3 separate regions of the Mus musculus genome follow, and regions 2 and 3 are each linked to region 1. The links are chromatin contacts, called in public Hi-C maps. All regions are on one chromosome and are shown on one strand. The core of a region is the stretch at or near the end of the contact, and the rest is flanking DNA. Distances in the headings are between cores, read along the strand shown.

What was found. Hi-C and Micro-C count contacts between places; a contact is called where the count stands out from the background.
Region 2: a Hi-C map of uterus shows a contact between it and region 1, with 4 times the contacts expected there. The contact joins two enhancer-like sites. A contact is called at or near these places in 1 of 15 datasets of contacts at CTCF or cohesin (the NIH/3T3 cell line), 5 of 484 Hi-C or Micro-C datasets (nephron progenitors and uterus) and 1 of 115 datasets of contacts at active chromatin or transcription factors (fibro-adipogenic progenitors).
Region 3: a contact with region 1 is called in a Hi-C map of muscle stem cells, with 2.8 times the contacts expected there. The contact joins two enhancer-like sites. A contact is called at or near these places in 1 of 15 datasets of contacts at CTCF or cohesin (the NIH/3T3 cell line), 2 of 484 Hi-C or Micro-C datasets (the HL-1 cell line and muscle stem cells) and 2 of 115 datasets of contacts at active chromatin or transcription factors (embryonic stem cells and fibro-adipogenic progenitors).

Annotation. Positions count from the first base shown.
Region 1 is chr4:105,455,903-105,458,866 of GRCm38.p6, reverse strand. No RefSeq gene overlaps it. Among named protein-coding and RNA genes, the nearest start is that of Gm40217, 140 kb to the right of the region's middle. Within about 2 kb of position 1,521, at least 27 of the 459 cell types and tissues checked have an H3K27ac peak or open chromatin away from gene starts, as enhancers often do. A contact at or near this core is called in muscle stem cells and uterus, where this site is marked.
Region 2 is chr4:105,707,129-105,710,092 of GRCm38.p6, reverse strand. No RefSeq gene overlaps it. Among named protein-coding and RNA genes, the nearest start is that of Gm29922, 140 kb to the left of the region's middle. Within about 2 kb of position 1,517, at least 8 of the 459 cell types and tissues checked have an H3K27ac peak or open chromatin away from gene starts, as enhancers often do. A contact at or near this core is called in uterus, where this site is marked.
Region 3 is chr4:105,269,780-105,272,743 of GRCm38.p6, reverse strand. No RefSeq gene overlaps it. Among named protein-coding and RNA genes, the nearest start is that of Gm40217, 48 kb to the left of the region's middle. Within about 2 kb of position 1,398, at least 24 of the 459 cell types and tissues checked have an H3K27ac peak or open chromatin away from gene starts, as enhancers often do. A contact at or near this core is called in muscle stem cells, where this site is marked.

The sequences.
Region 1 (2,964 bases), core at 272-2,771:
GCAGAGGCAGGCAGATTTCTGAGTTCGAGGCCAGCCTGGTCTACAAAGTGAGTTCCAGGACAGTCAGGGCTATACAGAGAAACCCTGTCTCGAAAAACAAAAAAAGAAAAAGAAAAAAAAAAATTCTGGTGCGGTTTATTGGCTTGAGGTTAAGACTCAAAGTCATGTTGCAATGGTCCCCAAGAGCTGTTCTGCGTGTGAGTGGATAGATGGAAGGCTGTGGGTAGATGGTCCACCTGTTGAGCCACACAGAGAATGAGCCACAAAGCAGGGCGATATGATCTCCAATGGTTGAGTTTCTAAGTGTCATCAGAACTTGAGGGATTTTCACCTTTAGAAGTGTAAGGAATCACTTCCCAGTTGACATGTTCTGTGGAGAGCCGTGAGCAATTGCCATCATGAGCCTCCGCTGTGCCTAACTGGTAAACAAGTAATGTGCGCAGGTGCAAGAGTAAATTCGTGCCAAGTCACTGCCCATCCCGGGGCGTGGTGATGAGGCTCTGGGAGAGCAGCCAATCACACGCCACACTAAGGTGTATATAAGCAGCGCCTTTTTGGTGCTTGGGGTATTCCTCTTCATGTTGAAACTGGTGTAATAAAGTTGCTGCAGAAGGATCCAGTTTCTCACGCGTGTGTTCTTGCTGGCGAGACAATAGTATGTGTGAGAATGTTCCATCCTGCTCATCCTGTGGACTAGAGTAGAACGGATATGGAAAGTAAAGCTTACAATTGCTCATCTCACCCTTGTCTTCAGTGTCTTAACCTGTATCTCAGTCTCACTAGGAAATGGCATTTCCTTACATGTCCCAGGTTTCTGCAGGTACTATTTCCTCCCCTGGACTTCCTCATTTTTCTCCTTTATTTTACTAGCTAGTTTCTTCTTGTTCTTTAGTACATGTGACACTGCTTCCTTCCGATGTGACTCACCTCCACCTTCTCAAATCCCACCCCACCTGGATCAGGACCTGTCATGCAACATGTACTTCCCTCACCAGATCCCTTAGCATAAGATACAGCGATTGTCACTTAATATGTCTGTGTTTCCAGCCAACCTGCCAGGACCATCATAGTAGTAAAGCCATGTCAAATTATTATGTTAAATATCAGTGATGTGAATTCATTCTGGAAGACAAGCTGAAATGCCTACAACAAATGCTAAGATTTCACAGGTATAGAATTGTCTCCTGAGATGTGATGGCCCCAGGACACCTAATATTAATTCTGTCTTGCTGTGTCCCACCCCCACTGCTGGACATGTGCTTTGTATTGGCCTTGGTGCCTGCAATTTATGATTCACGCTGAAAGCACATTTGACTCGCTCATCTTTATAGCTCTTCTCCGAGAAAATTACCCAATCTGGCAGTCCTTTTGGCCCCAAGGCTACTTGACAGATCACAATGAGCCAGGCCAGATGGGAGGAGAAAATGAACTCCACCATCAAATTGTCCAATGCCTGAAAAATGTTGGCTTTGAGATAGTGCCGTTCTTTGTATTGCCTATAATCAGAGGGCTGAGTTCTTCACTGGGCCAAGGCAGTCAGGTCTTGGTGTTCCTGGCTGAGCTCAGTCAGTGTCCCACAGTGGAGCTCCCTGCCAGGTGGGCTGTCACAGCTGCGGAATCAGAGAAGTTGTGCAAGAGGAAAAAGAGATTTTTCCAATTCAGCAGAAGGAAAAGCCTCAGAGAATGAGCTCAGCGCAAGTGGGAGTCAAAAACCAAGGCCAAAGGTCCAGAACTCAAGTGCGAATGGCAAGAAGGAGGATCGTGGTGAATACAAACTACAGAAAGAACGTGAGCAGCAAGCGAGAGACAGGGATGACTGTGATGTGGGACACATGAAGACTCCCAGTGCCTTCCCACATCCCGCCACTTCCCACAAAGCTTTCTACAGAGTCAAACTGTACATTGATTTCTTTACAAAGCATTTATCCAGCCTTTGTGCTAAGCATAACTCTTACTTTATTTTTTGTTTTTATCTGCTTATATATGTGCACATGTGTGCATCCATGTGTGTGGCCTAGTATATGTGTGCATTTGTGTTCATGAATCTGGACACATGTGTACCATGATGTACATGAGGACGTCATAGGACAACCTCAGGCTCATCTTCCACTTTTTTTTTATACAGACTCTCTCTTGGGTGTTTTTTGTTTTGTTTTGTTGTTTGTTTGTTTCCTGATGGATATACCAGGTTGCCTGGTCCATAAACTTTAGTGTATTCTCCTGTTTCTACCTCCCAACTCCCCTCAGGAGCACTGTGACGGGATGTATGCATGCCCAGTATCTAGCTTTATTTATGGGAATTAGAACTTAGTTCCTCAGTCACGTGTAGCTAGTGCTTTTCCTGGTGTACCATCTCCCCAACCTCTAGTACAACTACCCCACACCCTACGGTTATTCTCATTCTAGAAATGAGGAAACTGAATTTCAAAGAGACTCACAAGGGGTCAAGGTAGCAGTGGTGCCTAGGACCATCTGGTCTAAAGGCTCTGGTATGAGGTCCCCAAGTATAAACAAGCCGACCTGCTGAAAGTCACTCCCAGAAAAGGCAAATTCCAAAGAAGACTCTGAGTCCAGACAAGCTGTTTGGAAAAAGTGGAAACCAGCAAAGCTAAGAGATGTTAAGGTCAACTGAGTCCCTTGGAAAGGATATTCTCTAGCCTTTTGAGCTGCCTACAGGCTATGTGGTGAGCTCCAGATCCCCAGCTTTTGTGAGGGGTCAGAGGCACTGACCTCAGGAAGACTGTGCCCCTCCAGCAACACTGGGAGGAAAGATGGTCTGCGATGGGAGAGATAGAAACCTTAATTACTTCCTGGTGCAAATCTGAAGAGGATGAAGTCTTGGGCACTAGTTGAGGGTTTTAAATATATGGGATTGGTAGAAATGTAGCTACAGTAGTAGTAAGTGACCAAAGCAATCAGAAAAAGCAGAAAGTGCAGGCTTTCAGGTTACAGTTGTCTTTGAGT
Region 2 (2,964 bases), core at 268-2,767, 250 kb before region 1:
TTTCAAAACATCACAAGTAGCTAAATTCTGAGCAAATGAAAAAAATGAAGGCAGGAATATTATAAAAATCCACTTATAAAACTATAGTGTACCTAGTACAATTAAACCTTCAGTGGCTAAAAGTGATATCTTATGCAACTTGAGAAGAAAATTAGTGGTGTAGAAGCAAACCAATGAGTAAATTGAAATGTGAAGACCATACCCTCTCCTGGAATAACAGAAATAATCAACATTCTAGACAAAGATTAAAAAGAAAAGGAATGACATTCAACGGCATCATAGCCAAAAGTTCGTCAGAGTTCTGGGACAATGGGTATCATATTATTGGTAGGCTATGAATTTGGGCATTAAGTAATAAAGTTAAAAATGCTTAGTCCTCACAGCTTATCGATTTCATCCTAAAGAAATCGTTTAGGAAACCTTCTGCACATGTGCGTTAGGAGGCGTGCTGGTTGGAACAGTGTGGGGTATATTCCTACAGGGGAGCACCACAGCCCAGCAACACTGACTGCCCTTGAAAACATATGAGACGTCAGAAGGACTCCTGCCCAGCGATCCCATTCCATAAAATGCAAAGCATAATCCCCCCAGGGATCTATAAACAAGATGGCTGCACACATGGAGAGCACCACTACTAAATCATCAGTGCATGTCCATGCAAGTTTTGTTCCCTAGTTCCATAAACATATGTACAACTCTCTTATGCACCACGCGCTGCACACACGGACTGCAAAATCCTTCCAGTGTGGAGGTCACATTGGAGGCGCTGCCTTAGAACCCGCTTGTTTCACTTACAATGAATTATAAGCAGATTTTCATGTCAAAACAAAACCTATAAACATTTTATTAGCCATATAGAACTCTACGTCTGGGTATCCCATACTTACCCAAGTCCTCTCCTAGGGAACGGAATTGATGCAATTGTTTTTCTACAATAAGGAATATCGAAAGAATCAATTTCCTTACACATAAATCTTTGTGTTGTAGCATTGTTTGATCCTCCAGGGTAAACTCCTCCTCTCGGTAGAGTGGCTTGCTGAAGGGTGATTTTACAATACACCGTTGTTAACAGGGTGAGAGTAACCACATTTCTTGTAGCTTTTTCAGATATTGCTGCCCTGAGCTTTTTATCAATTTTATATATTAAATTACACTAGTTTGTTTTAATATACCTTATTTATAAGGATTTTGAGTATGGGTAAAATGTATGGGTATTTCTCTTTGTGTACATCTTGAATGTTTATTTGGATCATTTGAATGCATAATTTGTCCAGTTCTCTTGACTCTTTTTCTCCTGAACAGACTGGTTTGCCAAACATTACTTGTGACATTTGGGGGTGTGTGCGCATGTGTCTGTGAATGTTATATACGTGTGTGTGAGAGGGCCAGTGTGTTTGCTGAGTAATTGCATAATAGTCCTTTTCCAGCAATGTGTTTGGCTGGGTTTTCACAGCAGTCAACTCGTACATCTTCCACTGGCCTCCTTCCTGGTGCGCATGCTTGCCATGCCGTCTCAGTGCTTCTGAGTTATCCCATATGCTCTAGGACCCTAACCAGAGCTTCCTTCTGATGTTATTGCTTAGCAAGCTACCACAGGTCAGCCAAGCTTGGTCTGCCACCCAATTTTGAAAGGCCAGCGAGCTAAGAAAACATTTTAATGGCTGGGAAAGAGTAAAAGGAATAATATTTTATGGATACATGACAATTACATAAAATTCAAACCTCGGTGTCCATAAAGTTTTATTGGAGCACAGCCATGCTTGTTCATTAAGATATCGCTAAGAGTGGTTTCATGCTGTGATGTCCGAGGTGAGTCGTCACGAGACACCACATGTTCAGCAGAGCTGAAAATATTTACTAGCTGGTCCTCTTTCTATAAAGCTTGCTGATCTCTGCTATAGAATCAAAACCTCAAACGGGATAACAAAGAGCCTGACCCTGCTCTGCGAGTGTTCCACACAGCCTTACTTTTCATCTCTTTGGGGCTGTTGTTGCCATTTTTTTGGGAATCCCTTTCGCCTGCTGCTCTGAAATTGGGCATCTTTATCAGCAAGCATGGGTTTGAATCATCATTTCTTCAGTCCAGTTCCAGAATTCTTGGAGATAACTGGAATGCGAATGGTATCCCTTTTTCTTTTGGCTTCAAGACACCTTTTTAATCCCTTTAAAATTCCACTGACTATTTTAGTTGTGGTTTAAAGAGAAAGAGAACTGCACACAAGTCACCATCTCATTCCAACATAGAGCTACTTCTGAGATAATGAAAGTGGGCTTGCTGCAGAGCTCACACATCGACACTGGTGTGGATCCCCTCCCACCCCACCACAGGCAGCACTGTCTGAGAAATGTATGCAGAAATAGGAAGCAGGAAAATGATGCTCTCAAGTTCCTGTGAGAGGTTGTTTGGTGCCCGATCTTAAGCTAAGTTTATGGCACCATGTTTCAAGACAGAAAGATCATCGTTCTTACTGACTATAATATTGGTTCATATTTATAAAATGTACTTTGACGTTTTGACTCATGTTCAGAATAGTGTGTTTGAGTGACTGATTATCAACTTTCCTTCATTGTTAAGTCACTACTTAAGTGAGACAAGTGATACATTATATCTCATATCTAAAAGAGGGGGAGTAGAGACAGAATTATTAATTATTCTCTAATCAACTGAAGTCCAACAGTACCTTATTGCATTCGCAAAAAACTACGACCATGAAAACTAACATTCTACAGAAAAAAATTATAATGACTAGAAGAAAGACTCTATGTGCTCCAGCATATTGCTTATAACTGTGAACTAAGTGTGAGGAAAGACCGAGAACTGACATCATAGAGAGGATGTTTATTATCTGGTGAGAAAGAGGGGTGTCTATGTTTGCTGGGTGATAATATATCATTCAAAGAATTCATTGACGCTCATTTTGATTTTTAAAGGATTATTTTAATTACCCTTTTTAAGTTCCAAGT
Region 3 (2,964 bases), core at 149-2,648, 190 kb after region 1:
CAGCTTACAACTCCATCATTGAGGGAAGTCAAGGCAAAAACATCAAGACTATCCTGTTGGCCATTCCACATAGCCAAGGAAGTAGAGTGTCCTAGTTTGCTTTTATTGCTGTGTTAAACACCATGACAAGCTACCTGGGGAGGAAAAGGTTTATTTGTCTCATAGGTTACAGTCCATTGTGAGGGGAAGACAAGGCAGGAACCTGCAAGAATGCTGCTTACTGGCTTGCTCCCCATGGCCTCTTCGACCTGCTTTCTCTAACAGCTCTCTTAATGCTCTTAACAGCTAAGCCATTGATTCAGGCCATTGGCTAGGTTGTTTGTTTGTTTGTTTGTTTTTGTTTTTGTTTTGTTTTGTTTTGTTTTTTGAGACAGGGTTTCTCTGTATAGCCCTGGCTGTCCTGGAACTCACTCTGTAGACCAGGCTGGCCTCAAACTCAGAAATCCGCCTGCCTCTGCCTCCCGAGTGCTGGGATTAAAGGCGTGTGCCACCACGCCCGACATTGGCTAGTTTTTACATAGCTCAGGTTCACTATTGAGGGATGGTACCATAGGCTGGGCCCTCTTATATCAATTAATAATCAATAACCCTCTTATGTGCCCATAGGCCAGTCTGATTTAGACAATTCTTCAACCGAGTCTTTTGTCTGAGATAACTCTAGGCTGTGTCAAGTTGACAAGCAAAGCAGATAGACGTCCACAAAGTTGCTGAATGAGACCTTTTCACCCAGCCCTCACCATCCCAACCACTCCCTGTGTTTCGTAACGTTTGAGGGACACTAAAATATGGCTCAGTTTAGAACCTCTCCAACTAGGCTAGGCCCCTAGCGGCACAAAGAAGCATATGAGATTTCTAGTAATCGAACCTTTGAGCCTCAATAATAGAGATTTCAGTGGCTCAACCTAATTCATCAAGGGCTTACTTTGAACCTCATCCCCACCTTCGCGGTGATACGATAGTTCGCATTTTACAGTAAAAAGATGAGGTTTCCAGGGCTTAGGCCGCTTGAGTGGGATACAGGCTTATTAAGAAACAGGTCATTTGAAATGCCTGGTACGTACTGCCTTTGTCTGATTCCAAACAAGCAGCTCTATTCCTCAGGGGAGACAGGACAAATGTGTGTCATCTCAGGCAGTTCTGTGCCCTTAGTTCAGCCTCTGACTCCACACGGGGTCCTGAGTGTCTCTGAAGGCCTGAACTGTGTGCAACAAGCTTTCCAAAGGTTTCATTTCTTGTTGAAAGCTGGTGTTTTTCCTGGAAGGGCTGTCGGGAGGCTGTTGGTTTGAAGAAGTTGCCTTAAACCCAAGTGTCTTTCTGAATTACGTCATGCTTACTCCTGCCCAGGAAGGCGTTGCCAAGGGCCCGCCTGGTTTAGCTATGACTTTCGAATAGCCTTTGGGCCTGATGCCCCCAAGGGATCCGTGTCCTCAAGTGGCCTGAGGGCTGAGAGGGAGTGTCTCTGCCCCTAAAGTCCTTAGCTCTTCAGACTCACTCTTGGAGAGAGTCTCCATTCTGGGGCAGAAGAGGAGGCTGAACACAGATTCTTATTGGTGGTTGCTTAGCCAGCAGGGTGGGCCCTAGAGGAGAGAAGAGAAGGTCAGCGCTGTCCAGAGGCTCTACGACATCATGCCTGTGATCTCTTTGGCTTCCTCAAGGCACCCTTGATGTGCTCCGTCTTGTATAGAGACCATGAGTTTTCTTTCTTTCTTTTTTTTTTTAATGTACTTATTTTTATGTGAGTACACTGTTGTTCTTTTCAGACACACCAGAAGAGGGCATCTGATCCCATTACAGAAGGTTGTGAGCTACCATGTGGTTGCTGGGAATTGAACTCATGGCCTCTTGAAGAGCACTAACTAGTGCTCTTAACCATTGAGCCATCTCCCCAGCTCCCGACCATGAGTTTTCTATTTTGTCTGAAATATATTCTTGTGCTGCATCCTGAGCTGGCTTTGAACTTAGGACCCTCTTTGCTTCATTCTTTTGAATGCTGAAGTTATAGGCACGTGGTAGCCTGTCCAGCCATCACGACTTTATAAGTATGGAAACCAGGATGAAGTTAATGTTTCCTCCCAAGTTCTTAGAAGATTTGAGCCCAAGCCTGTCTGGTTCAGGAATTCATTCCGTGAAAGGTGGGAGACAAAGGAAGGAAGCTTAGCTTTAGACCAGAGCTGGCCTAGGCTCCTCCTTCTCCAATGTCTTTACTTGTTCTGCTTCCTATGGAGAAGGTATCATTATACCCATTGCACAGGTAAGAAAATTGAGGTCCAGACCATCAGGGGCTATCCCAGCATCACTCAGGTAATAAGTGGCAGAATCAGGCTGTAGCCCCGTCTAGTATATGGGTGCCACTCCTCAGGCTGCCTCTTGAACACCACATCCCAACGTCTGGGTCTTTCCCTTGCAGTGCCACTTCCCCGTGTATGATTTGGAACAAATTTGTTATCCCCATCCACTTCAGCTTCTCCTGTATTATCAAAGGTTTCAAGTGACCTCCAGGAAAGAAGAAAAAAGAAAGAAAGAAAGAAAGAAAGAAAGAAAGAAAGAAAGAAAGAAAGAAAGAAAGAAAGAAAGGAAAAGAACGAAAGAACGAAAGAACGAAAGAACGAAAGAAAGAAAGAAAGAAAGAAAGAAAGAAAGAAAGAAAGAAAGAAAGACAAAAAGAAAACAAGACTAATGGAACAACAATATGAACTAACCAGTACCCCGGAGCTCTTGTCTCTAGCTGCATATGTATCAGAAGATGGCCTAGTCGGCCATCACTGGAAAGAGAGGCCCTTTGGACTTGCAAACTTTATATGCCCCAGTACAGGGGAACGCCAGGGCCAAAAAGGGGGAGTGGGTGGGTAGGGGATTGGGGGGGGTGGGTATGGGGGACTTTTGGGATAGCATTGGAAATGTAAATGAGGAAAATACCTACTAAAAATAAATAAATAAATAAATTTTAAAAATTAAAAAAATTTA